Regions from separate parts of the Mus musculus genome. Here regions 1, 2, 3, 5, 6 and 7 are each linked to region 4. A link is a contact called in public Hi-C, HiCAR-type and HiChIP or PLAC-seq data. All regions are on one chromosome and are shown on one strand. The core of a region is the stretch at or near the end of the contact, and the rest is flanking DNA. Distances in the headings are between cores, read along the strand shown.

Evidence for each region. Hi-C and Micro-C count contacts between places; a contact is called where the count stands out from the background. HiCAR-type assays count read pairs that join an accessible place to other places. HiChIP or PLAC-seq counts read pairs in DNA pulled down with a chosen protein or histone mark.
Region 1: a Hi-C map of CD8 T cells shows a contact between it and region 4, with 1.9 times the contacts expected there. The contact joins the promoter of Gjd3 here to the promoter of Psmd3 in region 4. A contact is called at or near these places in 5 of 39 promoter capture datasets (the 3T3-L1 cell line, the C10 cell line, embryonic stem cells and 1 more), 17 of 484 Hi-C or Micro-C datasets (the C10 cell line, CD8 T cells, the G1E-ER4 cell line and 8 more), 9 of 115 datasets of contacts at active chromatin or transcription factors (embryonic forebrain, embryonic stem cells, large pre-B cells and 2 more) and 1 of 9 other capture datasets (adipose tissue).
Region 2: an HNF4G HiChIP or PLAC-seq map of pancreatic cancer cells shows a contact between it and region 4. The contact joins the promoter of Igfbp4 here to the promoter of Psmd3 in region 4. A contact is called at or near these places in 1 of 115 datasets of contacts at active chromatin or transcription factors (pancreatic cancer cells) and 1 of 9 other capture datasets (liver).
Region 3: an HNF4G HiChIP or PLAC-seq map of pancreatic cancer cells shows a contact between it and region 4. The contact joins the promoter of Stard3 here to the promoter of Psmd3 in region 4. A contact is called at or near these places in 6 of 39 promoter capture datasets (the C10 cell line, cranial neural crest, erythroid cells and 3 more), 15 of 484 Hi-C or Micro-C datasets (B cells, the N1E-115 cell line, Th1 cells and 7 more), 15 of 115 datasets of contacts at active chromatin or transcription factors (the SCID.adh cell line, astrocytes, cardiomyocytes and 10 more) and 2 of 9 other capture datasets (adipose tissue and liver).
Region 5: a HiCAR-type map of embryonic stem cells shows a contact between it and region 4, with 3 times the contacts expected there. The contact joins the promoter of Cdk12 here to the promoter of Psmd3 in region 4. A contact is called at or near these places in 1 of 39 promoter capture datasets (neural stem cells), 2 of 484 Hi-C or Micro-C datasets (CD4 T cells and embryonic stem cells), 9 of 115 datasets of contacts at active chromatin or transcription factors (astrocytes, bone marrow-derived macrophages, double positive thymocytes and 5 more) and 1 of 9 other capture datasets (liver).
Region 6: an H3K4me3 HiChIP or PLAC-seq map of pro-B cells shows a contact between it and region 4, with 3 times the contacts expected there. The contact joins the promoter of Top2a here to the promoter of Psmd3 in region 4. A contact is called at or near these places in 1 of 39 promoter capture datasets (the 3T3-L1 cell line), 1 of 115 datasets of contacts at active chromatin or transcription factors (pro-B cells) and 3 of 9 other capture datasets (adipose tissue, embryonic stem cells and liver).
Region 7: a contact with region 4 is called in a Hi-C map of embryonic stem cells, with 2.4 times the contacts expected there. The contact joins the enhancer-like site here to the promoter of Psmd3 in region 4. A contact is called at or near these places in 1 of 15 datasets of contacts at CTCF or cohesin (large pre-B cells), 1 of 484 Hi-C or Micro-C datasets (embryonic stem cells), 7 of 115 datasets of contacts at active chromatin or transcription factors (the SCID.adh cell line, T-cell acute lymphoblastic leukemia, differentiating embryonic stem cells and 4 more) and 2 of 9 other capture datasets (liver and pancreatic islet).

What each region holds. Positions count from the first base shown.
Region 1 is chr11:98,981,413-98,984,899 of GRCm38.p6, reverse strand. Gjd3 (gap junction protein, delta 3) reads left to right here and starts at 1,880. Exons shown (of 1, transcript NM_178596.3): 1 at 1,880-3,487. The coding sequence starts at 1,884. The coding sequence ends at 2,720.
Region 2 is chr11:99,039,894-99,043,234 of GRCm38.p6, reverse strand. Igfbp4 (insulin-like growth factor binding protein 4) reads right to left here and starts at 1,991. Exons shown (of 4, transcript NM_010517.4): 1 at 1,390-1,991. The coding sequence starts at 1,738.
Region 3 is chr11:98,357,007-98,360,693 of GRCm38.p6, reverse strand. Stard3 (START domain containing 3) reads right to left here and starts at 2,326. Exons shown (of 15, transcript NM_021547.3): 1 at 2,186-2,326. Ppp1r1b (protein phosphatase 1, regulatory inhibitor subunit 1B) reads right to left here. Exons shown (of 7, transcript NM_144828.2): 7 at 2,898-3,661. The coding sequence ends at 3,624. 1700003D09Rik (RIKEN cDNA 1700003D09 gene) reads left to right here and starts at 2,411. Exons shown (of 3, transcript NR_045477.1): 1 at 2,411-2,457.
Region 4 is chr11:98,681,303-98,684,968 of GRCm38.p6, reverse strand. Psmd3 (proteasome (prosome, macropain) 26S subunit, non-ATPase, 3) reads right to left here and starts at 2,415. Exons shown (of 12, transcript NM_009439.1): 1 at 2,032-2,415. The coding sequence starts at 2,239.
Region 5 is chr11:98,201,804-98,204,978 of GRCm38.p6, reverse strand. Cdk12 (cyclin-dependent kinase 12) reads right to left here and starts at 1,674. Exons shown (of 14, transcript NM_001109626.1): 1 at 569-1,674. The coding sequence starts at 1,611. Gm38963 (a long non-coding RNA gene) reads left to right here and starts at 2,349. Exons shown (of 4, transcript XR_880193.2): 1 at 2,349-2,448.
Region 6 is chr11:99,021,924-99,025,468 of GRCm38.p6, reverse strand. It overlaps Top2a (topoisomerase (DNA) II alpha), which reads left to right and starts at 1,280. Exons shown (of 36, transcript NM_011623.2): 1 at 1,280-1,423; 2 at 2,477-2,629; 3 at 3,039-3,129. The coding sequence starts at 1,403.
Region 7 is chr11:98,297,080-98,300,666 of GRCm38.p6, reverse strand. It overlaps Gm31317 (a long non-coding RNA gene), which reads left to right. Exons shown (of 3, transcript XR_389006.2): 3 at 1,551-1,799. Among named protein-coding and RNA genes, the nearest start is that of Gm31194, 4.3 kb to the right of the region's middle. Within about 2 kb of position 1,621, at least 18 of the 459 cell types and tissues checked have an H3K27ac peak or open chromatin away from gene starts, as enhancers often do. A contact at or near this core is called in differentiating embryonic stem cells, embryonic stem cells and liver, where this site is marked.

The sequences.
Region 1 (3,487 bases), core at 631-3,130, 300 kb before region 4:
CTCTCTAAGCCTCGGTTTCCCCGGCTGTAAGGCTGTAAATAGTGCCGGGGTAGCTGAAGACTGAATGAGTGGGTGACTGAGGTAGACAGAAGGGAGAAAAACACCATCTTAAATCGGGAGTCCCTCTTCCTGGCCCACTCGGGTCCCCGTGGATTGTCTATCATGGTCCCGCATCTCCCCGCACCTAGACTGGTAGACAAAGCTCCATATTAGAAAATCCTTGGCAGAAGCTTTTCTCACTGCTGTTGACCTTATGAGGTGCCACACACCTCACGGTAAACCTAGACATTGCTGAGTAGGAAAGACCAGAGCTTTGGCTTAACCACGGTAGCCAGCTATCTCCACATCTTCCTGATGCCCTCACGGAGTATTTCCAAGCACTGGGTTTGGGGTTTCTGTAACACAGCTGAGACCTGGTCATTAAGATGGGCGACTATGACGGGTGTGGTGATGCATACTTAATGTCCTGCACTTGGGAGGCTGAGGCAGGAGGATCATTTACTTCAAGGGCAGCCTGGCCTATACGGTAAGGTCCTGGCCAGCTTGAACTACACAGCGAGACTCTGTCTCGGAACAAAGTAAGAATCTTAGAGTTTAGCTGGCTCAGGTGACAGACCAAGAGATCTTAGCCCAAGTGACCTACATGGCTCATCCAAGGTCCAATAGTGGCAGAACCAAAAGCCCCCCCCCCCCAAAGCCATATTTGTTGTCCCCTAAAAGCCGAAGTTATCTCCCTCTGGCCCACAAGACCCTTCAAAAATGGGGTCAGTTGGTTGTGGTGGACCTAGTCTTCAGTTTGAGGAGTCTGCCAGGAGATAGGGTTCCCATGATTGATCTCTCTGGCTCCCTCAATTAAAAAAAAAAATGTAGCTCTAGTTAGCCTCCGTCCATCGCCAGATGGAGACATGGCTATGGGATGGGCATGGGGGGTAAGGGATGGAAAGAGAAGGCAGGAAGGACCCAACAAGGGGTGTGGCCCTGGATCTATTTCCAGGGTGGAGCCGGACCACAGGTCACCCTGTCCCTTTAAGAGAAGGGGGAGAGCTAGCCCCTCTCAGCCATACTTGTCCTATCATCCATCCCGGCCAAAGCCAAAAAGGAAAATGAAAGAGGGACCCAGAGGGACAGGTCCCAGCTGTCTCTCAAGGTCCTCCGCTCAGCTCTAAGGCCCAGGTCCCGGGGTAAGTGGGGTTGGGGACATCTAGAGGCCACTAAGGGTCTACAGGGACGGGACGTGGTGTATTCTGTGTGTCTGGGGAGGCTTACAAGAGATGCTTGATAATTGCTATCAGAGAGGAGTCGAGGGGGCTGTGCCCGGTCTCCTTGGCTGAGGTTGGTGAGGAAGGGAAGATTGAGGGCGGGCGAGAGATCCTAAGTTGGAAAAACAGGCTTCTGTGTCAGCTTCCAACCCCAAAAGGCGTTCCCTGCTGCGAGGTGAGAGAGAAAGGAGACAGTGGGGGCTCACCCGGCCTGGCCCTCCCCTTGCTCCCAGGGGTCTCAAACAGAAGGAACGTAGAATTCTAGACTCCAGTAGCCGCTCTTGCTCCTGGCACAAAAAGCCAGGCCAGCAAGGTTGGCCCTGAAGAAGAACCTAGAATCTGGGGAACCTTAGGGTCTCCCTAGCCAAGCAGGCCCAGGCCAGGTGTGCGGGGAAATCCCTCCTCAGCACCCCTCTATGCCCATATGAAGGAATCCCATAGCTGAGGATGGACTATCCTCACACTCTGACATTAACTCATTAAACCCCAGAAAATATTCTTTCCCTGGCGCCCTCCGAGATTGTTGAGGGACGGGGGTGGGGGTGGGGGTGGGGGGTGGCGGGGGACAGGGGGTATTCAGCCCGCCCCAGCCTGTGACTACCCCCTTTCCTCGTCCCCAGCGTCATGGGGGAGTGGGCGTTCCTAGGCTCCCTGCTGGACGCGGTGCAGCTACAGTCGCCGCTCGTGGGTCGTCTCTGGCTGGTGATCATGCTGATCTTCCGCATCCTGGTGCTGGCCACGGTGGGAGGTGCGGTGTTCGAGGACGAGCAGGAGGAGTTCGTGTGTAACACGTTGCAGCCCGGCTGTCGCCAGACCTGCTACGATCGCGCCTTCCCGGTGTCCCACTACCGCTTCTGGCTCTTCCACATCCTGCTGCTGTCGGCGCCGCCGGTGCTGTTCGTCATCTACTCCATGCACCAGGCCAGCAAGGAGGCGGGTGGTGCGCAGCTGGCCCCGCCGTGCGCGCGCGGGCGTGCCGAGGCGCCGTGCTCCCCGTGCGCCCTGCGCGCTCGCCGCGCGCGCCGCTGCTACCTGCTGAGCGTGGCTCTGCGCCTGCTCGCCGAGCTGGCTTTCCTGGGCGGCCAGGCGCTGCTCTACGGCTTCCGCGTGGACCCGCACTACGCGTGCGCCGGGCCACCTTGTCCGCACACGGTCGACTGTTTCGTGAGCCGGCCCACCGAGAAGACCGTCTTCGTGGTCTTCTACTTCGCCGTCGGGCTGCTGTCGGCGCTGCTCAGCGTGGCGGAGCTGGGTCACCTGCTCTGGAAGGGTCGCCAGCGCGCCAAGCTGCTCCCGCCGCCGCCGCCGTCGCCCTCTTTGCCATCGCAGCGCGGGGACCCCGACCCTTTCGGCCCGCCAGCCTACGCGCACCGCTCACCGGCAGGCGACAGCGAGGGCGAAGGCGGCAGCGGCCACAGCAAAGCGTCGCTGGCTACCGTGCGCCAGGACCTGGCCATCTAGCGGCGAGATCGGAGGCTGGATATCAGCACCCGGGTCCTTGGAGGCAGAAGGCTTTGCTTCTGAAAGACTGCGTAGGACCCTGCCTGAGCAGAAGATGAGCAGAGGGGACCGCCAGGGTTCGGGTGGGGGAGGTGTCGCACTTCCTAGTGCTGGTTACGGCAGCCGTGTTAAATCAGGGAGGCTCCTCGGTGCTGTGATCCCTGCGGAAAGGGAGGACGCCAAGGGCTCCCCTGAGAGGCGGCAAACCGGCCGTGGGTGACCTGATTGTTGCACCGGGGACAAAAATCAACAGTGATGGCAACATTCCCAGGTTCCCTGCTAATTCAGAGAAGAGTGGTTTTCCGTGAGCGCTCTGCACACACTCTCTCTGGACACACTCAGATGGGTTGGCTGCTCAAGCATAGTAAACCTCTATGAGCTGTGTGTATTTGCATGTGTATGCTTGTGAGGGTCCGCACATGCGTGTGTCCACACGTATACATCTCCCAAGTGACAGGCGATAGAGACCTGGGTTCATGCCTGCGTGCACAGAAATGTACATGTATGTCCTTGAAGGCTCTGTGTGGATGCATGTACGCATGCGTCCTGTGTTAGCTCTGTATACACACCTATACACACGTACATTCTGTGTGTGCATCCGCCACCACTGTCAGTCACTAACCCAGCCACCTATGAGGCAACTCTGTCCCCAACAGGAACTGACAGCAAACAGTCCTGTTCAGTCAGATGTGTTCTGGGCCCAGTGGCCAGGCAGGGTAGCCCAGTGG
Region 2 (3,341 bases), core at 742-3,241, 360 kb before region 4:
ACCCAGAGCAGGAAGCTTGGGGCTCAAGTCCCAGCATCCGGACTGCAACAATGGAGGATTCGAATATCAGGCAAGAGAGAAGCTCTGTGGTGGTTCAGAGAGCCTGGCTGTCAGAGGAGGGACAATAACCAGAGTCAGGGAGACAGTGAAAGGCAGAACACGCAGAAGGAGTCACTGTCAGGACATCAAAAGAGCGAGAGCGTCTGAGATGGAAGTGGAAGGACTGCAGAAAACCAAACGAAGTCAGAGCAAGAGAAGGAAACTAGTCAGGCTCAAGGAGACCGAGAAAAAGAGAAGTCGGGGCTGTTTGGTGAAACTGGAAGTTGAGAGATACGGCAGGAAATAGCAGACGGACAAGAGAAAGGTTCCAAGAAGAAACGGAGAAAGGTCCACCGACAAGTGGACAAAGGAGAAGGAATAAATGCAAGATCTGTCTGTCTAGCCCTCCTCTCTTCTCAGTCCCATATACCCAAGGGGTCTGCAACTCGGGACCAGCAACCAGCATTTCCCTCCAACCCCCTCAGATGGCACCTGCCAGAAGGAAGGAGCAAGAAACCTGGATGTGCCAACCTGGCAGAAAGAGCCCTGCCTTCTCTTCCTTTGCTTTCTGAGCCTTTGGGGGAAGTCCAAGTCGCATGTTCTTTACCCCAGAGGTTCTTCTGAATTGTATGTCCCACTTCACCCCAGGGTGATGAGTGAAAGGCCCAGCCCCTGGCTCCTCACACCTCTCACCTGAGACTGGGTGTGTGGATCAGGCTCTGGATCAGGAACAGAAAGGAACCGTCCCAACACACACACACACACACACACACACACACACACACACACTGCCTCCCGCTCGAATACACATACCATCCTTATCACACAAACGTGCACAAGCACACCATCCTTATCACCCCCACAGACACTTGCACACACGTATGCACATGCGCATGTACACACACACCATCCTTATCACCCCCCACAGACACATGCACACACGTATGCACATGTGCATGTACACACACACACACACACACACACACACACACACGCACGCACACCTTATCATCGCAGTCATCTAACTCTAGATGACAAATGTAACTGAATCAGGTCATTTAACTTACCTCAGGAGCCAGGCTTACCACTGAGGCCAAGGCCCCTCTTCCCAAAGAAGTACTTAGGAGGTTTGAGATGAAGAGGTGGGGTAGGTTTCCCTCGACCAGTGGCAACTGGTGCTGGGATTAAATGCCAGCATTCTTGGCTGTTTCTAAGCTCTGCCACGTACCTCCCTTCTCCTCAACTCACAGGGGGCATTGACGGGCCTTCCAGGCCAGCCAGAATGGGAACTAAGTTGCAGGGAGGAGGGTGTTTGGGAAATGTGGCCGAGGGAAGGTAGGTGTACCTTACCAGAGGTCTGCAGGCTTTCCTGGATGGCTTCGATTTCCGACAGCTCCGTGCACACGCCTTGCCCGTGCATCAATGTACGCAGGGGCTTCTCCACCCCCCGGGGAGGGTAGCAGCGCATGCCTGAGCCACAGCGTGGGGTGTACACCCCGCAGGGCATCCCCAAGCCCAGGGCGCAAGTGGCGCAACAACCGCAGCCTGGCTCCCGCACCAACTCCTCGCAACCCACGGGGGGGCGGCAGCGCGCCAGCTTCTCCTCGGAGCAAGGGGGGCAGTGGATGGCTTCGTCGCCCAGGCTCGGCCGAGGCCCTGCGGCCAGCAGCAGGGCGGCCACGAGGCCGAAGGGCAGCATGGCGAGGACGAGGGTGGGGCGCAGGAGGGGAGCGCGGGCTCGCGAGCGGGCTGCAAGGGACCCGGAGGCAGCGCCCAGAGAGCTTAGAGAACCAGACCCGGAGGGCGCAGGGACACGGGGCGACCCCGGCAGGCAGAGACGGAGCCGGGGAAGTTAGCAAGCACGCTGGAGCAGAGCGAGCCTGGCCACCGAGGCGCTGCGCTGCATCCTCGGCCGGCCCAGCAGGCGGCGGGGGGCAGGGGGCTGAGCGGCTGCCCGGGACCGGCTCCCGGGACTTTATACCGGCCCCCTGGCCACACCCCCAGCGCCGTCCCCGAGGTGGGAGAGCAGGGGAGGGCGAGGGGGAACTGGAGCAATGGAGCGGGAGAAGAGGCCGTTAGGGGGGAGGGGGCGCTGGCCTGAGTCGCCGCCACCGCTACAACATCTGAAAGTCCTTTGCCCCGCCGAAGAAAGCGACGCAGTTTGGAAGCGGTGGCCTGCGCGCGGAGAGCCTCTGAGCTGGACCCTGAAGAGGAAGCAGGGCGAGGGGAAACGAAGGGGATGTTGCTTTGCCCCCCTCCCTCGACCTCGAAGGAGTCCTTCCCAGACACCTAGGAGATCCTCCTGCTGCCACAGAAAACCTGACCTCATAGCGGATTCAAGATTCTCTTGTTCAGTTCCCATCCCTGGCCAGAGTCCTCCGGTCACCCCCACCCACCCCCCGGGTATGTCCAGTCAACCTCTAGAGACCGCGCTAAAGTGGGACAAGGCGACTAAGCACTCTGTAAAGGGTCCAGGAGAGTTCTGGCCTCAAGGTGCTAATAGGCAGTCTTCTCACTTGCCCCTGAACCCCTGTCGCTTGACCCCCGCCCCTGGTTCCATTTGGGCCTTGCTGCACTCTGCTTCCAGAACTCCAGAACAAAGTGCCAAGCCTCTTCCTCCTTCCTAGATGTTGTTCCCTCTACCGCCCTGCTTAGATTCTGGAAGGAGACTGCCATTGGCTTTGTACAAGATGTGAGTCGAACAACTCCAGGGGGCTCCACTTCATGTACTCATTGTGTGTTTGCATAGTTACTGCAACAGTTTCCCAGTAGATGGCAGTCAAAGATTTCCAGAAAGAGAAGCGGCCTTTTAATTTTCCCGACGCCACTTTGCCCCTGGGTGATAAAGGGATTATTGATAAATATATCCCTTCCCCTCGCAGCAATTCTGTTGGAAACGGGAATTGATCTAGAGTCGCGTTTGGAGGAGAGACCCACCTCCTACCACCTTCTTTTTCATTTCTCCCTACGCCTCCTCATCCTCCCCAACCAAGGAGTTCGCTTCTTGTGTCTGTCCAGGCACAGTCGGAGGACCGAAGGATTTTGCGGGTGGATGGGGTCCGGAAGGGTTGGGCTAAACATCCAAGGAGCAACCAACCTAAAGATTTCCTAGACCTCTTCCGGTTCTTTGTCCCAGAGTCGGGGTCTTTCAGCCTCGGAGGAATTAGGCCACCTCCCACTTTCTGCACCGCAGACTGTTGGCGCGGTTGGAGGGAGAAAGGCACCAAGACCCGGACCTGGAAGACTGATCAAAAAGTTGCGAACTGACGGCACCTACTGGCAACCTCTAAGACTGCAGGAGG
Region 3 (3,687 bases), core at 1,077-3,576, 320 kb after region 4:
AGTCTATCGGGGTCACTGGGTCTAGTGAGAAAGACTGACATAAATCCATGCTGGCCGGATGTGACGAGCGCTTTCAGAAATGTATTCACAAGGGCCCATGTCTCCCAGAAAAAGACGCATGGGGCCTGAGCTACAGTGAGGGGGAGGGAAGCACAGGGTGGAGGGACCTTCGGAGGCTCAGGAGAATCACTCAGGTGGAGGGAAGGGAGATGGGCACTCATGATTGCAAAAGAACAGCAAAGGACTGAAGGACTGTTCATGGTCAAGAACTAATGTTCTACTACTACTGGGCTAACCCCAACCCCACCCAATCACTCCCATTGCCTTGTTTGTTTGTTTGTTTGTTTGTTTCCCAAGACAGGGTTTCTCTGTGTAGCTCTGGCCATCCTAGAACTCTGTAGACCAGGTTAGACCCACCTACCTCTGCCTCCCAGGTGCTGAGATTAAAAGTGTGTGCCACCAGTGTGCCAAGATGGTTTTTGGTTTGGTTTGGTTTGTTTGTTTGTTTTCCCGGCAGTGCTGGAAACAAAACCACAAAGGCTGGATCTTTTCCACTCCTGAATAGCATTCCACTCAGTAGGTCCAGATCCTGTTCCCGGTGAGTCCAGGATTTCACCTTAGGACCCAGGGACAGAATGAGAAGCGAGCCACACCAAGCATTCTCACGCAGCCGATGAAATTAACTCATAACCAGCAAGCCAGAGTGCTCTTACACAGGACATGCTAACTAACGTGTGTTCATTAGGCACTCATAGGCCTGGTCCCTTGATGCATACACTACACAGTACTTCATTCATTCTCACATCTATACAAGGTAGGCACATTACTATCTCCATCTTCCAAAAGAGGAAAGGAAGATACTGACTTCATCAAGGTCTCAAAACAATATCAAAACTCAAGCAGGCTGGTGCATGGGTCTATATGTCAGCTATGACACTAAGAGTGTTCAGAGGACACAGATGGGCAGGGCGGCCAGCCTTTGAGATGGAGGTGGGCAGTGTGGAGATGGTGCTCTCTGAGCAGGACTCCTGAAGGATACATCAGGAGGAGGCCCAGCAGATCAGAGAGGAAAGAGGTGCTGCTATATACACGAAGAACCCTATGTGAGCCAGGCACATCTTACAGTAAACAAGCACACAGTCGTTTCCCCACAGGCAATGGGAAGCAAGCAAGTGACATAACCAGACTCGTGATATAAAAGTCTGCAAGAGCTAGATTCTGAAGACTTGCCTGCAAGCAATTAGGACCACAAGCTGCTGGAAATGTCCAGAGACACGTCAACAAGGGTAGTGACAGAGAAGGTTCAGGGAGTTAGCTATACTGGCACCTCTGAGCAAACAGGGTTAAAAGATGTTAAGGCAATTCCGGAGTTTTTCTCCTGGATAAGACAAGAGTGGAAGGATAAATTTACAGAGAAAAGATCAGCTCACGTTTGAAACCTGTGAGATCATCCCAAAGTGAAGGTATCCCATAGGCATAATTGACAGGCAGCTAATTTGGAGCCCAGGAAGGGGATGTGCTGCTATCGTCCATCTGAATATTCAGTGAACGTGAACTTGATGCGACAACAGTGGATGAGGCCATCCAGGATCAATGCACAGTGAGGCGGGTTGGGCCAGCGTGAACGTAAAGAGATTCTTCTGCCCTCTTGTCAGAGAGGTAAGAGGAAAAATCAGGAAATATTGGGGAGTCAAAGGGTGGAAGTATGTCAGGAATGAAAGCCAACAGTAGCAAGCACTTCTGAGAAGAGTTTAAAGAGCCTTCTTTCTGATATCGTTGGGAAGCTATGCGTGGATGTTTCCAACGGAAGTTGTGGGAAACAGCGGGTGGCAGAGAGGCAGCCGATTAGTATGTTTTTCCCTGAGTCTGGCCCCTTCCCACACCCAATTCTGTCCCCCATAATACTTAGATACCGACTCCTTGCCTCTCCTCTTACTATAAAGAAGGCTTAGGAAAGCGGCCGCAGACGTCCTCCGGACCCTCTCGGGTAAAGACCAAGACACCCCCTCCCCAGCCCTGCGCGCGCAGCAGCGAGTGGAGAGGAAGGGGGCGGAACCCGGAGCGCGAGGGGTGTGGGCTGGGTCGGACCGAACCAAAGACGGACACCGGGCAGGAAAGCGGGATCCGTCGGGTAGAGACAGCTCTTGTACCACCGCCCGGTGCCTGCGACCGCCGCACAACCCACCTGCTTCATGTCACCACGGCCCCCACTCTTCCTGCCTCAGCCGCAGTCCCGCTCCACGGCCTGGCAACTCCTCAGAGCGGAAGGAGAGCTCCCGGCGGCGCTACTTCCGCCGCTGAGCCCGTCCCCCCCGAGCCCGCCCCCAAAGCCAACCCGCCCCCCCGAGCCCGCCCCCAAAGCCAATCGGGATTCGTGTGACCCTGAAGCTCCGCCCCGGTCCGCCCCTCTCTCGGAGACGAGGTCCGGAAGCGGAGCCACAACCGAAGTTAAACTGTGTAAGACCGTGCAGGAGCAAGGGATAAAACCCCAGGGTGTCTTGGTTATTAGATCATACAGGCCTGACACTGTGGAGTGAAGGGGAACTGTGTGAGGGCCGATTTGTGAGCACAAGTCCCTTGGAGAAATCCATTTTTCGTTTTTGAGACGTTCTCAGGTTGGCCACGAACTCAGCCTTCCAAGTTCTGAGATTACTGACGCGCAGCACCACATCCATCACACATATTTAAAGGACCTTTGTTCTCCCCTGGCTTTTAGCCATCTCCCTCAGGAGCTAGTATGTCTGCCATGCGTATAGCCTGCAGGAAAGGCTCCTTCCTGGGAAGGGCTGGACACGAGAGGCAAGATCCTGACCCTAAGATAACCACCATTTTTCCTGTCAGAACATACCATTACTTCCCGGTCTCTCCTCCCTCCCCTGAAAGAGGAGTCTCAGGACAATTATTTACAAAGATTTATTACAGCGTAGGAGGGGTTCAGGCCTAGAGTAAGGGAAGAAGGGGAAGGGAACCAAGTTGCTGGAGGACAAGGAGAACCAGGCTCCCCCCACTGTGTGGCCCCCTAAGGACAGATAGTAAGTGCATTCCTGGCACCAAAGCACAAACAAAACGCAGCAAGCAGCCTCTGCCAGTCCATCTTGCAGGCACCCAGCAGGAATGGGATACTAAGGGAGGGACATGTTGAGGCTCTGCAAAGAATGCGTGAGACCTGAGCCCTGGTTGAAGTCTATGAGAGGGTTGGGGACTCAACGCCCACCACTGGTAGGGGAAGGAGGAGATCTCAGGGCACCTGTAGGCTCTCAGTACCTCCTTTCCCCAGATCTTAGGACCTGCCCTGTGGGTCTCCTGTGCCCAGGGGAGAGAATCTGGAGAGGGAGGGGACTTGTGGAGAATAAATGGTTGTTTATGGCCTTCTGGGGTTTCCAGTGTGGGCTCTCTCACCTCCCTACTCCCACCGGGTAAATAGAAGAATGACTGGCAGGGAAAGGCATTGGGGACTCTGGGCTTCAGCCAAAGCAAACAGAGACCAGCCTTAGTCTTCTAAAAGTCAGAAGCCGCAGCCCTAGCAGGTGAAAGACAGGGTACAAAGGAGGGTGGGGACAGAGTGGGTTTCTGGGGAACACTTCCTCCTGGGAGATACAGGGCTCTGAGCTTATGTGCCAGGCTCAGGGGGGGCTGGGATGCTGAGGTTCCTCTCCAGGCTCTGAAAGACAAATAAAGAGGACTCAA
Region 4 (3,666 bases), core at 1,166-3,665:
CTTTGGTGGCATTCAAAAATCTAAAAACAGAACCATTTTTATACTCATAAATTAGCAATATTTAAAAGAGTGGCAACCTAAACAGTAGGGAAAAGAACATTTATTTGTAAGTCAGATTTTTTAGGACAATATAAAAAACTTTAGAACTGGGGTGTAAGGAGATGGCTCAGTGGTTAAGAGTATCAGCCACTCTGTCCAGAGGCCCCGCTCCCAGCACCCACATGGTGGCTCACACTTGCCCATAACTAGAGTCCCAGGGGATCAGATGACCTCTTTTGGCCTTGGTGGGCACTGCACACAGGTGGTGCATTTACAAACATGCAGATAAGATACTCACACTCACATACACACACACTGAAATTCAAACATGTTTACCCTTTTTGACTTAGGTATACAAATTCTGGGAAGCCATATTTAAGTAGTTACAAAAGTAGATTGAAAACTTTGGAATAGTGAGGACTGCAAAACTACTTAAAAGAGCAAGAAATGAGAAAAAAGAAGAACTTAGATGTGCAGCAGTTAAGAGAATGCTCTGAGTCTCACTGCCCACTTAACAACGGGTGCTTCGCGTGTGACAGTAACTGCTACAGTTACAGCGACTATGTATGGAGGGCCCACCATGTATTTCTATCATGTGCTAGCACAGCTCATGAGCTCCCATGTTCACAATAACCCAAACAAAACAGCTAATGCTATTAATTCACCCACACAAACAGGGAAACGGATTCTGGACTTTATATAATCTCCATCACTATACTAAGTAGTCAACAAATGCTTCTTGCATAAGTTGAACCCTATGTTCATGGATGTATTAAATGAAGACAACAAAAAGAAAATGACAATATCTTTACATACGAATGCCCTGATCCAAATTGAATACTTAAGTGATTTCAATTATGGAGCAGTTTGAAAATACACGAGGAAATATGTCAACTCTGGTTAAAAGTTTCTCCCTGTTGCTTTAAAATGCTCACATGTTCCAGAATTTCTACAGTGAATACAAACCATGAAATATTTCACGATGCTGAGTGACATTTCTGCCACTGGAAACTTTTATTTCAGGAAAGAAGACCTTTACTGTATACAGATCTTGTTACCAAGTTTAGAATGGGAGTTGATGCAGTCTATACATACTTACACTCAAAAGTACAACTCAGGGCATGACTTGGCCTATCACCATGTTTTAAAGTAGTTTCTCGTGCAGTTGAGACACACACACACACACACACACACACACACACACACAGAGAGAAAAAACTACAGATCACCCGGAAAAGTCTCATCGCGCGCACATGGACAAGATATACTAAGTGGAAAAAGTAAAAGAGCAACTTAAGCGGGACAAGGGGACAATAGGAGCCTGAGAACGGGTCTCTGGTGTTGGCTTATAGGAGTCGGGGCCACAGGTAGGCATTATAAACTAAAAGAGAAAGAAGGCAGGGGTGGGGGGGGAGGGGGTCTGATTCAGAAGTAAAAGCGTGCGTGTGCTTGAACTCTTTAGGAAAGGAGGGGTAAGGTCCTTAAGAGAGTGGAAAAGTGCACCGGGACTTTTAGTTTAGATGCTTCAACTACAGAAGGAAGGCAGAAGGTAGAAATGGCTCTCCGAGGGAGTTTGCTAAAGGAGCCTAGAGCTACAGAACCCATTTTTATAAACTCTTAAACTAAGAGGCTAGTGTAATCTGTTACCCTGGTTTCTCTAGACACAAATACAAATGCTACTTTCTACATAGCAATAACAGGCGCTAGAATCGGTCGGATGGAGTAGATCACTGGGAAGGACTGAAGAAAAGGCTCGGTGAGACTAAGATGCAACCCCAGAGGAGGAGAGCAGTCCGCAGACTGGAGAACAGGTTCGGTCATCGGCTGGGGTCGAGGGAGTCAGGGTGGTTGGGCGGGCACTTCTGACCCCAGCTCCATTGACCGAAGGAACCAAGGTAGGTGGAGGCTACGCAGAGGTCCCAGCAAGAAGTCGCATCACCCTGGCCGCTGTCACCGGTGATCGCGGCACGACCCCGACGTGGGCTCCCGTACCTTCTAAGGTGACAGTGTCCAGCTCTCTCTGGGAGTGCTCGGTCGCAGCTGCCTTGCCGTCTCCCTCCCCCGTGGAGCCGCTCCCAGCTGCTGCCTCCTCTTTCATCTCCACATCCTGGGGGGCCGGTGGCGGCGGTTCTTGTTCCCCTCCCGGCGGCGGCTTTGCCTTGTCGGCGCCTCGGCGCCGCGCCGAGCCCTCCTGCTTCATGGCGCCCGGGGTCGAGGCCTAGTCCGGGGACCGAAGCAGGGGCCTCGCGTAAACCCTCACACCAGAGACCAGGCACAGAGCCGGGCCTGCACACCAGCGCGGGCTCGCGTCGGGCCGCACGATGACCGAGCAGCTGCAAACTCCTTCCCGGCGCTGGGGCTTCTGGGAAATGCCAGGCATGGCGAGCAGATGGCCGAGTCCAGGGAGGGAAAATAAATCAACAGCCGAGGTGCACGATGAAGGCGGATCTTCTAGGAAGTGGGAGGAGTCTTCAAGAAACGATGAAGGCGGACCTTCTAGGAACTGGGAGGAGTCTGCAGGAATTTGTGGGACCTGAGAGTGGTGATTTTATCTTCCTCTCTAGTGTACATCTTTGGATGTCCGCGAGAGGTCACTTTAGACTCCAAGCTGGGCTACAACAGACTCTAACATGTAAGTGGGTAGGACCTATCGGAGCTCAGATGGGGATGACATCATGAGTTGCCGGGCAGATTCCTCTCCACCCCCCTAACCCCCGCCCCGGTCAAGCTCTCCCAGTTTGCGCGGGTCAGGTCCCCAATGAAATCCGCCAGGCTCGTGCTCTCAACGCCCGCCAGATGCTTCCAGCACCAGAAAGAAAAGGAGCTTGTGGACGTGTAGCTAGGCTGTTTGGCTTTCGATAAACTGAGCTCAACCCCCAGGGCATCCGAACTTCCTTGTCAAATTTTTGTATAATGCTGAGTATAAGGCATACCTTCTCTGCAGCCTGGGAATGTGGGGGTCGTGTGTATTTGTGTAGAATTAGTCAAATTTAATAATAGGAGTCCACGTTGTATACTGCTCAGGGCCAGTATATATAAGATTGTTGAAAAACCCAACATGCCCAGCGTGGTGGTGCATGCCTTTTATCCCAGCACTCAGGAAGCAGAGACGGGTGGGTTTCTGTGAGTTCGAGGCTCAGCATGGTTTACAGAGTGAGTTCCGGGACCACCAGGGCTACACGGAGAAACCCTTTCCCGAAAAAGTAAACAAACAAACAAACACCAGCTCAAGAATGTAATGTAGGGCTAGGTGTGGTACATAATTTTAATCTCAGTGGTACACAACTTTAATCTCAGCACTAGGGAGATCTTTGAGTTCAAGGCCAGCCTGGTCTACATAGCAAGCTCCAGGACAGCGGGAACTACACAAAAAGACCCTGTCTCCAAAAAAAGAAAAAAAAAAGAAAGTAATGTTGAGGGGGTGGTGAGATGGCTCAAGTGAGTAAAGGTGCTTGCCAAGTATGAAGACACGAGTTTGATCCCTGGGTCCCATGGTAGAAGGAGAGAACTGAGTCTCACGCTTTTCTCTGACCTCCATAAGCATGCTGAGGCTCGAGTTCCCCTCCCCCATAAATAAATGCTTTTTTTTTTTTTTTAAAGGTTTTTCTGTATTGCCCTGGATGTCTG
Region 5 (3,175 bases), core at 425-2,924, 480 kb after region 4:
CTAAGTAAGTGGTCAACATTGGTACTGTAAACAAATCTCAATCACTTTTTGCTAAACTCTATCAAAAAGTACTCTCGTTATCTTAATTTTCACTTAACAGTTAAAAGACAGGACTTTTCAGAAGTAAAACAGTGATAACTATAGACTTGGGAACATGGTAGACAAAATTGATTACGATAACTTATGCAAACAGTAGAAACGAAAATTTGTAACTTCTTAAAATTCTCTTGTGAGTTCCAATAAAGTTTAAGCACTGGTATCAACACGACTTACAAAATTTTAAGACAAAGCAACAAACAGCTAAACGAGTTCTGAAGACTATGCACCCGCTAGGTAGAAGCAAGTTCTCACAGCTGAAAGTTCTCCATTACTGCAAAGTACCTTACCTACCTTGCTTGAATAGTTGGAGGCACTTGGAATGTTTACTTCTCAATTGGGCGAGGGGAAAGCCAAACTTACCTAAATGACTTGTCAAAGAAGAACACTGAAAGCTTTAACAAAATGTTAAAGACTCATTTTCAATTCCTCCCAACCGACCCTACCTTAGGAAGGACAGACAACAGCTCACCTGGGGAGTGGACTCCGACTCAGAGACCTCTTGCTCAGGAAAGGGCTGCTTGATCGCCTTCGGCCATAGGGGCTGGGTGATCTCCCGCTGTAAGAGCCGCTCCTTTCATAGCTGGAGGACCGTCTCCGGCTATAGGGACTCACAGACCTCTGTCGTCGGCTGTAAGGACTGGGTGACCGAGTGCTGGACTGGTAAGCAGAAGGCTCTTTGTAAGGTGGGCTGATTGACTGCCTTCTTGAGGTACTTCCAGGACTCTTCTTGTAGGAGTCATAGTTGCTAGAAGTGTGAGACCTTGGGGGGCTAAGATCGTAGTCTTGGCCATAAGAAGCTCCGGAAGGGCTGTCATCTTGCTTGGAACTGTCAGACCATTTCCTATGGGGACTCCTGGATCTCCGTTTAGGGCTAGCCACGGTTTTGTAACTTTTGGGTGTTTCCCTTTTCCGATGACTTTTACTCCGGTCCTTGTATCCAGACTTTAACTCTCGCTCTTTGCGGGTCTTCTCCTTGTGCATTTTGGACGACCTGGATTCCTTGCTGCCGCTTTTGGATAGCTGGGCCTTCCCATAATCATCACTCCCCTCCACGGACCGTTTGGAACTGCCCGATACCCGGTCCTTCATAGATCCAGATTTGGAGACTTCCTGATTTTTTTCCTTTTCCGTCTGTTTAGTTTTTAGCAAGTCTCGGGACCGCCGGTGCTGGTGGTGACGATGTCGGTGCAGGCGATCGCTCCGATCCGTTCCCCGACGTTCCTCGTTCTCCCTCCGGTCTGATTTGAAGGCCGTGTCATCGGAGAAGGTGTCTGAATCAGAGCTGATGTCATCGTACTCCACCAGTGGTTTGATTATGGTACCCAAAGATGCCGCTTCGGGGGTCACCAGCCCCACGTCTTTGGAGTGCTTGGACTTATGCCGCTTGTGCTTCGACACCAAGCGGTGACGCTCCCTGCTGTTGGAGCTGCCACCTCCCGATGACGGCTGCGAAGTTCCAGAAGCTCCTCCGCTCCCGTCCTTCTTGCCCCCATGTCTCTCGGAATTGGGCATTCCCTTTCCCCGGGCCTGAAGCAGGGGAAAAAGTTCCCCGGCGCTCCAAAAAGCCCCACCCTCCCCCCCAGCCCCGACTCCACGCCCCCCGAAGAGCCCCTAGACGGGGGTGGGGAGGGCAGGGACCGCAGGCGAGGCTCCTCCTCCCTCTCGCCGCCTCAGCGCCCTCCTACATGAGGTGGGGGGTGAAGGAGAGAGGGAAGAAACCAAGAGTTCCTCGGCACGGGAGGAGCGCGACGCCGGGAGCTGCTCGAGTCCGCCCCTCACGGCCGCCCACCCCCGCCGAGCCGATATTCGGGCCCGCGAGCCCTGGCGCTCAAGGAAGTAGGAAGGCGTCCGCCGGAGCCTGTGGGGCCGACGGCGGCTCTGGAGCCCCGGGAGGACTACGCAGGCCCTTCCCCTACCCGGTCGCCCGGCTCGGGGCGGCTGGCTTCCTGTCGCCAGGCCTCCGCGGCCTAGGTTGCCTCAGCTCCCCCCCTTTGTCCCTCGTGCCTGAGGGAGCCCCCTTCGCTAGCCTCCGCCTCACACCGACACCTCACAGCCACATCTCACTCCCTCGCCCAGACTCACTCACACACTAGATTAAACCGAAACGGCACTAGAGGGGGAGGGGGAGGGGCGAATGCCGCAAGTATCGCGAGACTCCGCTGGACTCCCGCGATACTTGGCGCTTCCCTTTTCACCTCGACACATTCCTTCACCAGAAAACGCGAGAACGGGACCCAAGCCGCAAACGCAGCCCGTTAGATTCTCGCGATACTTTTCCAACTCCCCCTTTTGGGGGGCTTTATAGGAGCGGAAGTTGCGGAGATTACCTTTAAAATTTAAACCTAAATGGTAATTCTTTGATTAAATATCCCCAGGTTCCGGTGGGGATGGGTCTTAGCACAGCTTGTAAGAAGTCTTTTGATTTAATAGGGTTTAAAAAAAAAAAAAAAAACAAGGGACAAGTGAACATTGGGGACATTACAGCGCAAGTTTGAATATTGGGGATTCTGGTAGGGCTTGGGTTTCTGAGACAGGGTTTCTCTGAGTAGCCTTGGCTGTCCTGGAACTCACTCTGTAGACCAGGCTGGCCTCGAACTCAGAAATCCGCCTGCCTCTGCCTCCGGAGTGCTGCGATTAAGGGCATGGAGCACGCACCACCACCGCCCTGCTTTAAGTCTGAATGTGCAAACAACGCTTGGTACTGCGGAATTTGCTGAGTTTAGGCGTTTTGCATTCATTTTCTCTGCCCTCACACCCATGGGACACTGTCCTCATTGCGAATTTACAGGCAAGGACTCCCGGATTCAGGGGGGCTAGTCAGTAGAAAGGTTAGAGTGCCAAAGTTGGGGGAAATGTCAGGATGTCTTACAGCACGTTCTTAGTAACCCAGGCTGGACTCCCAGTTGTGGCTATTCAGCCTCAGCCGTTTCTCGACTGCTGGGATGTTTTACCATAACAAACGTCCAGTTTCTACAAACAGAGAAGACAATGAGACTCGGGGAAAAAAACGTGTCTAAGCCTATGTGCACTACCTTCAGGAAGTGCCAGTTGTAACGTCTCCTGGAAGTATTTTTCT
Region 6 (3,545 bases), core at 31-2,530, 340 kb before region 4:
TCTCTTTCACTTTGCCAGCAGGGTTGTTGTTGGACACGTGAAGTTATTTAATAATGGTTGATCTTGGGCGCCTTTTGGAAAGGAAAAATGTTTAAATTTAAGAAATTCCTTGCTGATAATAGCGATTTTTTTGAGGGTGGTGGTGGGGTTAGAGAAAGGGTTTCTCTGTGTAGCCCTGGCTGCTCTGGAACCTGCTCTGTAGACCAGGCTGGCCATAAACTCCAAGATCCACCTGCTTCTGCCTCCCAAGTGCTGGGATTAAAGGGGTGGTGTCGTCACACATAACCAGTTTATATCTACCATTTTTACTTTTAGCACAGGAAATTGAAGCTTCCTCCATCGAGAACCCACCAAGCCCCCACCTCTTATGTCAAATTGAACGGTGCTCTAGACTGCATTATGCATAGAGGGCAAATATAAAGAGCTCTTGTAGATTCCCTCAGCAGCTGACTGAGGGAGAAGTTCCCGTCTCATGAGGGCCTCTCAGCTCCACTGAAGAAGCATGAATGAATCTTTGTATCAGGGGTGATCCACAGGGAGTGTTAGTGCTGCTCGCGATTTTGCTGGCATCTCTATACTCTTCGTGTGTGGCAGCCTAAGACCGCAAGCAGAAGAACTTGCCAGAACTTTGCCAGCATTAACTCAGCGCTTCTCAACTTCCTAAGGTTGCGACCCTTCAACATAGCGTCTCATGTTGTGATGCCCTGCTACCATAATTATTCCATTGCTACTTCATAACTGTAATTTTTTTGCTGCTGTTATGAGTTGTAAGGTAAACTATCTGATATGCGACCCCCAAGAGTCACGACCCACAGGCTGAGAACCGCTGCCTTGGCCAGCCTTGAGGGAGGGATGGCGTTGTTTCCTCGGTCAGGAAAAAAAAAGGAAAACTCATCGCAGGATTAAGACTCTGTAATCTCAACAGATCTGAAATAAAGAATGAGCATCCGTTTTCTAGTTATATTCAGAAGGACGGCTTAGTCAACCACTTTGCACTTCCAAAATGCCTTCCCTCTCTTCAGAGTGTCTCTCAGAGCACATGGACCTTCCTCATTGGTCAGATTTTCTGTCAGTACCACCAACAATTGCTATTGGTCCATTTTGAAGATTCTCCCGCCTTCTTTTACCTAATTGGTTTATTCGAAAAGGCGGTCTTTTGTTCGAATAAAAGACGATCTACGATTGGTTACTGCAAACAGAGCCAATGAGAGCGAGTCGGTGATTGGTTCCTCTGATTTGGGCGGGCTAGATAAAGGTTCAAATGAAACTAGGGAAGCTCTCCTAACCGACAAGCGTCTGTGAGGGGAGCGTCCAGGTCCCGCGTCGCGCGTCGCGGGTCGCCTAGCGTTTCCCGCTGGTTTTGTCGCTTTCCGGATTCTCGAGCCTCTTCAGGACCGTCACCATGGAGTTGTCACCGCTGCAGGTACAGCTCGCGGATGGGGCCGGGTAGTAGAGCCTTTACGTGGCCTCTGCGTTCATGGCTGACGGCGAGAGTTGAGGTTCCAGGGCCGAGCGCTGGCCGGCGACCGGCTGGATCCGGTCAGCCCCATCTTCTGGGCCTTGAGGGGTCGTGGACTGGGTGAAGCTCTTTCCGAAATGATATCTATAATCTAATCTGGGTTCTTGAGTGTTGTGTTTTTATTGTTTGTGGGAGCAGGTTCAACTAGTCCTGCGATCGGTCTGTAGTCTAATGGCTTCTGTGTGACTTCCAGCCGGCTTATACTCGAATTCAGTGGCCCTCTTCCCTTCCCTGGGTGATTTGAATAACTCATCACGGAAGGTGCAGAGCATGGCAGTTCCCATTGAGGAGCTGGCCGACCGAGTGGCTCAAAAAAAGTCCAGTTTCGGGATGTGAATGTAGCCAAGGGTTTGCATTGCTAGCATCCCAACTGCTACGGGTGGATACCATCTGTAATCGGCACGAGCCTATGTCGGCACTCACTAAATATTTTCCCATTAGATGGAAGAAGTTGAGTGTAGTTTATCGATGACATAAAAAATATTACTCAAGGCAGAAATGTCCATACTTGCAGAACTAAAATACCTATTTAAACGGGCATCTGTAGCCAGACCTAGTGGGGCAGGCCTGAAATGGCAGCTGCTCCAGAGACTGAGGCAAGAGGATGCCTTAAGCTATTTAATGGGACTCTCAAAAACAGCAACAGGGGGTGAAAAAAATGGTCTGGGAATTTTGCTCAGTGGTCAGAGCATTTGCCTAGCATGTGCATGCAAGGGGGGGTGGGGGGACCTTGGGTTCCATCCCCAGCATCACGAATACTCAAACCACAGAACCTAATCACAAGGATTTTAATTGACTTGTTCGTTCAAAACTATGTAAACTCTACCAGTACCTACAAGCAGGGGATAGATGGTGATAGAGTGTATGGACTTTATCATTGTTGCAGATATTTTGTTGACCACTTCTGATAAACTTGTGGCTAAAATTAAGTTTATTTTTAATTCCCCTAATGGCTAGCCTGTAAATGAAAATATGCTAATGAACAAAAAGAAGAATGAAGATGGCAAGAAAAGATTGTCTATTGAAAGAATCTATCAGAAAAAAACACAACTGGAACATATACTGCTCCGCCCAGATACCTACATTGGCTCTGTGGAGTTAGTGACCCAGGTAAAACCAAACTAGCAAAGTGCGCTTGCTTTATTGTCATGGCATACTTTGTCAGGATTTTTTTTTTTTTTTTTACTTATTTACTGTCATTGGAACTGATCCATCATTCATGTATATACTGCAGGCGTGTGTGTGTGTGTGTGTGTGTGTATGTGTGTGTGTGTGTGTGTGTGTTTCAACATTCTAGAAGACCACTCCTGGTTGTGTTGGTGCACGCCTTTGATCCCAACACTCAGGAGTCAGAGGCAGGTGGATCTCTGAGGCCAGCCTGGTCTGTGTAGCCAGTTTCTGGCCAGTCAGTGCTACATAGTGAGACACTGTCTCAAAAAAGAAAAGGCTAAGAGTGTTAATGACAAAACAATAAATAGATAGATAGAGAGATAAAAATAACTTTCTTTGCCTTTTCTAGCAAATGTGGGTTTACGATGAAGATGTTGGCATTAACTACAGGGAAGTCACTTTTGTTCCTGGTTTGTATAAAATCTTTGATGAGATTCTAGGTAAGTAAATATTTTGATATAAAGATCTACTGGTTAAGTCCTAGGTATCATTCATAGCAAACCTTCTGTAGACATAGCTGCTGTCATTTCAAGTAGTTAGTGGTCAGAAGTGAGACAGTCGGGCTGCACGCGGCAGCTCACACCTTTAATCCCTGCACAGGTGGGTAAATGTCTGGATTGAAAGTCGGCTTGATCTACATAATGAGTTCTGGGGCAGTTAGACCCTACCTCAAAAAGAAAAAAGAAAAAGAAAGAAGCAGTCCAATAAAGTCCAGAAAATTCACTTTTTCTCTGGAAATAGTACTGTGAACAGAAGTTGCTATAATAAGCCAGCAAGGTGTTAATTCCAATGCTGAGGAGATAGATGCAGGAAGATCAAGAGCTCAAGGTTGTTCTTTGCCATGTAGCAAGTTCAA
Region 7 (3,587 bases), core at 372-2,871, 380 kb after region 4:
GCTCTGCAGCCTGGCTTTGAAACTTGAGCCGAGTCGCTTAACTTCACTGAGCCTCAGGTGACTCATCTGAGCAATGGGACAACAGGATCTGTGTCCTGTGGTTACTGCAATGTGTACAGCAAGGCAGTTAAGCTGAGCTGTTGGCACTTGGGGGACAGGGATGATTCTTAGACCCCAGGACAAAGTCAAAATTCCTAAGCAGGGCCTGTGGAGCGGAGCTGTCTGTGGGAGTCAAACAGTAGGAAGATCTACCCACTGTTACAGCAAAGCTGTGGGCATAATGAGTACGGGCCAGCTCATCTGCCCAAAGTTTTCTGCTGTCTACAGCAAGTCTGGTCCTTACAGGCCCTCTAGCCAGGGTTTCTGTGTGTGCCTTTGTATGTGGAATTCTTACTGCCTAGAATGTCCTTTTGCACCTTACCCACCTGGAAGCTCTCACTCATCAGTTCAGACCTAATTCAAGAGGGGGTTGTGGTACTTGGAAAATGAGGCAGGGGGATTGCTGTAAGTTTGAGGCTAGCCTAGGTTATGGAGTGACATCCTGTCTCAAGGTTACTTGAAGGGTGTGTTGCCCATGCTGGCGATCCCAGCACCTGGAAGGCTAAGGCCAGATGGCCAGGGCCTCAAAGTCATCAGATGCATAGCAAGTTTGAGGTCAGCCTAAGCTACATGAAACCCTATTTCAAACAAACAAAATTAAGGTAGGGGAAAGACCTAATCCAAGCCTCCTTGCCCTCTGCCAACTGCTAGCAACAGCAACAGGCCTTAGAGCCAGGCATTCTGAAGTGGAATCCAGCTCTGCCACTTCCTAATTGGGTGACCTTCATCTGGGTCTCAGTTTCTGAATCTGGAGAATGGGTATGTTGAGGAATAATATGTGTAAAGAGTTTGTTCCCACTGGGCACGGCAGCACATGCCTTTTAATCCTAACACTTGGAAGGGAGAGGCAAATGGATCTCTGTGAGTTTAAGGCCAGCCTGGTCTATAGAGTGAGTTCGAGGACAGCCAAGGTTACCCAGAGAAACCCTGTCTTGAAAAAAAATCTGTTTCCAGATTTGACACAGGAAACCACTAGTAAAAGGTAAGGGCCATAATTACTCTGCCTACTAGGCTGTGAGCTTCCCTGGGCCAGCACTGAGCTGACTCTCTTGGCTCTAGCCTGGACAGCCAGGGATGCTCTTTGCCAAGAGAGCCTCAAAGCACTAGGCAGCACCTTGAGCCCTGCTGGGAGCCATCCCATTCCATTCCGATGCCCTCCCCATTTTCCACAGAGGGAAACTGAGGCCCCAGGGCAAGCGTCTTTAGGTTCTAGTAAGCAATGAGTAGCAGAGCCAGGGTCCATCCTGTGCGCAGCTGACTACAATCAACTCTCTGGGCTCAGTTTCTTCATGTGAGAAATGGGTCGATAGTCACTCCATGGAGTAACATATTGACTGTTGGGAACAGCAAGACTGGGGGAGTGAGTGGGATAATGTTCTATTTAGGATAAAAACTTTCCTGGGGTTACAACTGAGGAACTGACCAGGGTCCCAATTTACCTCTCTCCCCAGGGTGCTTCTGGAGCCTGGGGCCAATTCAGAAAACCTTCCTTTCCCTGGGCCCTCTGCCAGCCCCTCCAACCCTTCCTCCAACCATCCACTGCAAGACAATGGTGGGCTGGCCCGGCCTTTGTGAGAGGGGTCAGGCCAGTTAATCTTGGGCTGGGTTAGGGAGGGGCATTTGGGGGCCAGGAAAGGAGTGGGGGCTGCCGGTGGGGGACACAGCAGCCGGCTGCTGAGAGTTGAGGGCATTGGAGGCAGGGGGCCGAAGAAGTAAAAGCTTGAAACAGGCTTTGGGGAGCGTTTCCTCCGAATGTAGATTTGAGCTCCTATTAAACTTGCCAAAAATTTGTGTTAGCTAATGGATTCTTAATTCTGTCTAAAATGAGAGAGGGAAAATTATGCCATTCATCTTGTATTGGTTTGAAATTACATCTGACACCTAATCGATCATACTGTGGAACATTAACTCTTTGGAAGAGACCCAACTTTTTCTCTCCCTCGCTTTCCAGGGCTCGGGAGCCTCCCCCACCTCTGATTCCTTCTTTTGTATTTCATTAACTTAGCAAAGCTCTGGCTGTCTCTCGGGTGAGGGGTGGAGGCTGGGGAGGGTTCTTTTAAATCAGGGGAGGTAATCAGCACCCCAATCTTTTGCCCCCAAAGAGCCACCACTTTCAACCTTCAAGTGACCTCCACTCTGGCCCGGCTTTTCCCATGCACTTTGAGTCGACATGGCGATGCAGAATTAAAGGCGCTAAAGGCACGCGCGGGGGTGGGTGGGTGGTGACCTCAGAACCACCTTGGGTGCACGGGGGAGAGGTGGGGAGCCAGGCAAAGATAAGCTTGCACCTGGGGCTGGGGCAGGGGCCGTGGCAGGGGGCTCACCCGCGACTGGCCTGGCAGATGGGTGAGGAGGAGAGGGCAGATGACAATGGATTTGCCCGAGGATCCCCAGGAGCTCGAACTGAAAACCCCAACCCCAGACCTTCTTTTCCAGGAGGAGGACTTTCTGGCAGCAAGGAGAAGCCACTGGAGGCCGCCAGGCCTGGGCTAGGCTCCTGGCTGTACTTCTGACAAGCTGTGTGACCTTGGGCAGATTACATAAGGCTCAGAGTCTCGGTTTCCTTCTCTGTCAGGGCAGAGTGGAGACTGTAACACCTCGGCCCAGGGCTGGGGCGGGCCTGGATGGCACAATCCAGTTTAAACTGGGGTAGAGCCCATCACCTGGTGCATAGTAGGTATTCAGGAAAGGTGACAGAGGGCCAGATCACTGGCCCCGCCCCCTGCTTCTTCTGCTTCCTGCTCTTCCTTATTCCAGGCTGTCTGATCCGCACTCTCAGCTCCTTCACTTAGCTCCTCCATCTTTCTCTGCCACTGCCAAGGGCAGATCAAGGTCAGGAGCCCCAAGGTCAAACAGGCCAGGAGGGCTAAGTGGTACCTGAAGGAGGCTGGGGCCCAGGGGCTCCTTTCCCTGCTCCCTCAGGGTTCTCTCCTGCCTGAGGAGCTCCCTCAGAACCTGCCACCATGCTGAGGAGGGATGGGAGGGGGGTGTCCCAGGGAAAAGGAAGGTGAGTCCAGCAGGAAGGAAGGAAGGAACTCTCCATTTGGATCAAAGCCTCTTGCTTTTACTTAAACGCTTCTGATTCTGTCTGTGGATTCCTGGTTTCTGTTCCCAGTCTAAGAGGGGTGGATTGGATCCCTCCGGTGTTTCCATAGACCTGCAATGGCCCAGATTCCACCCCAGCAAGGGGGAGAGAGAGAAGGGGAGAGAGAGAGGAGAGAGAGAGAAGGTGAGGGAGGGGGCAAGAATTTCAAGGATTTCTTCCTTAACTTAGCTTTGGACACCAGGGACGTGTGGGGACACTCCAGCTCCCCAGAAAGCTGGGTCAATGAAGGACCATAGCAGGCAGCTGGCCTTTGCACTAAACAGCAAGGAGTGCCTGATGCCCCTTTTGCAAAACTTCAGGTAACCTCTGGACCCTCTCAGAGTAAACATTACTCTCAAAAAGCAGGAATTAATCACATGAACGCATGTGCAGATGAAGGGCC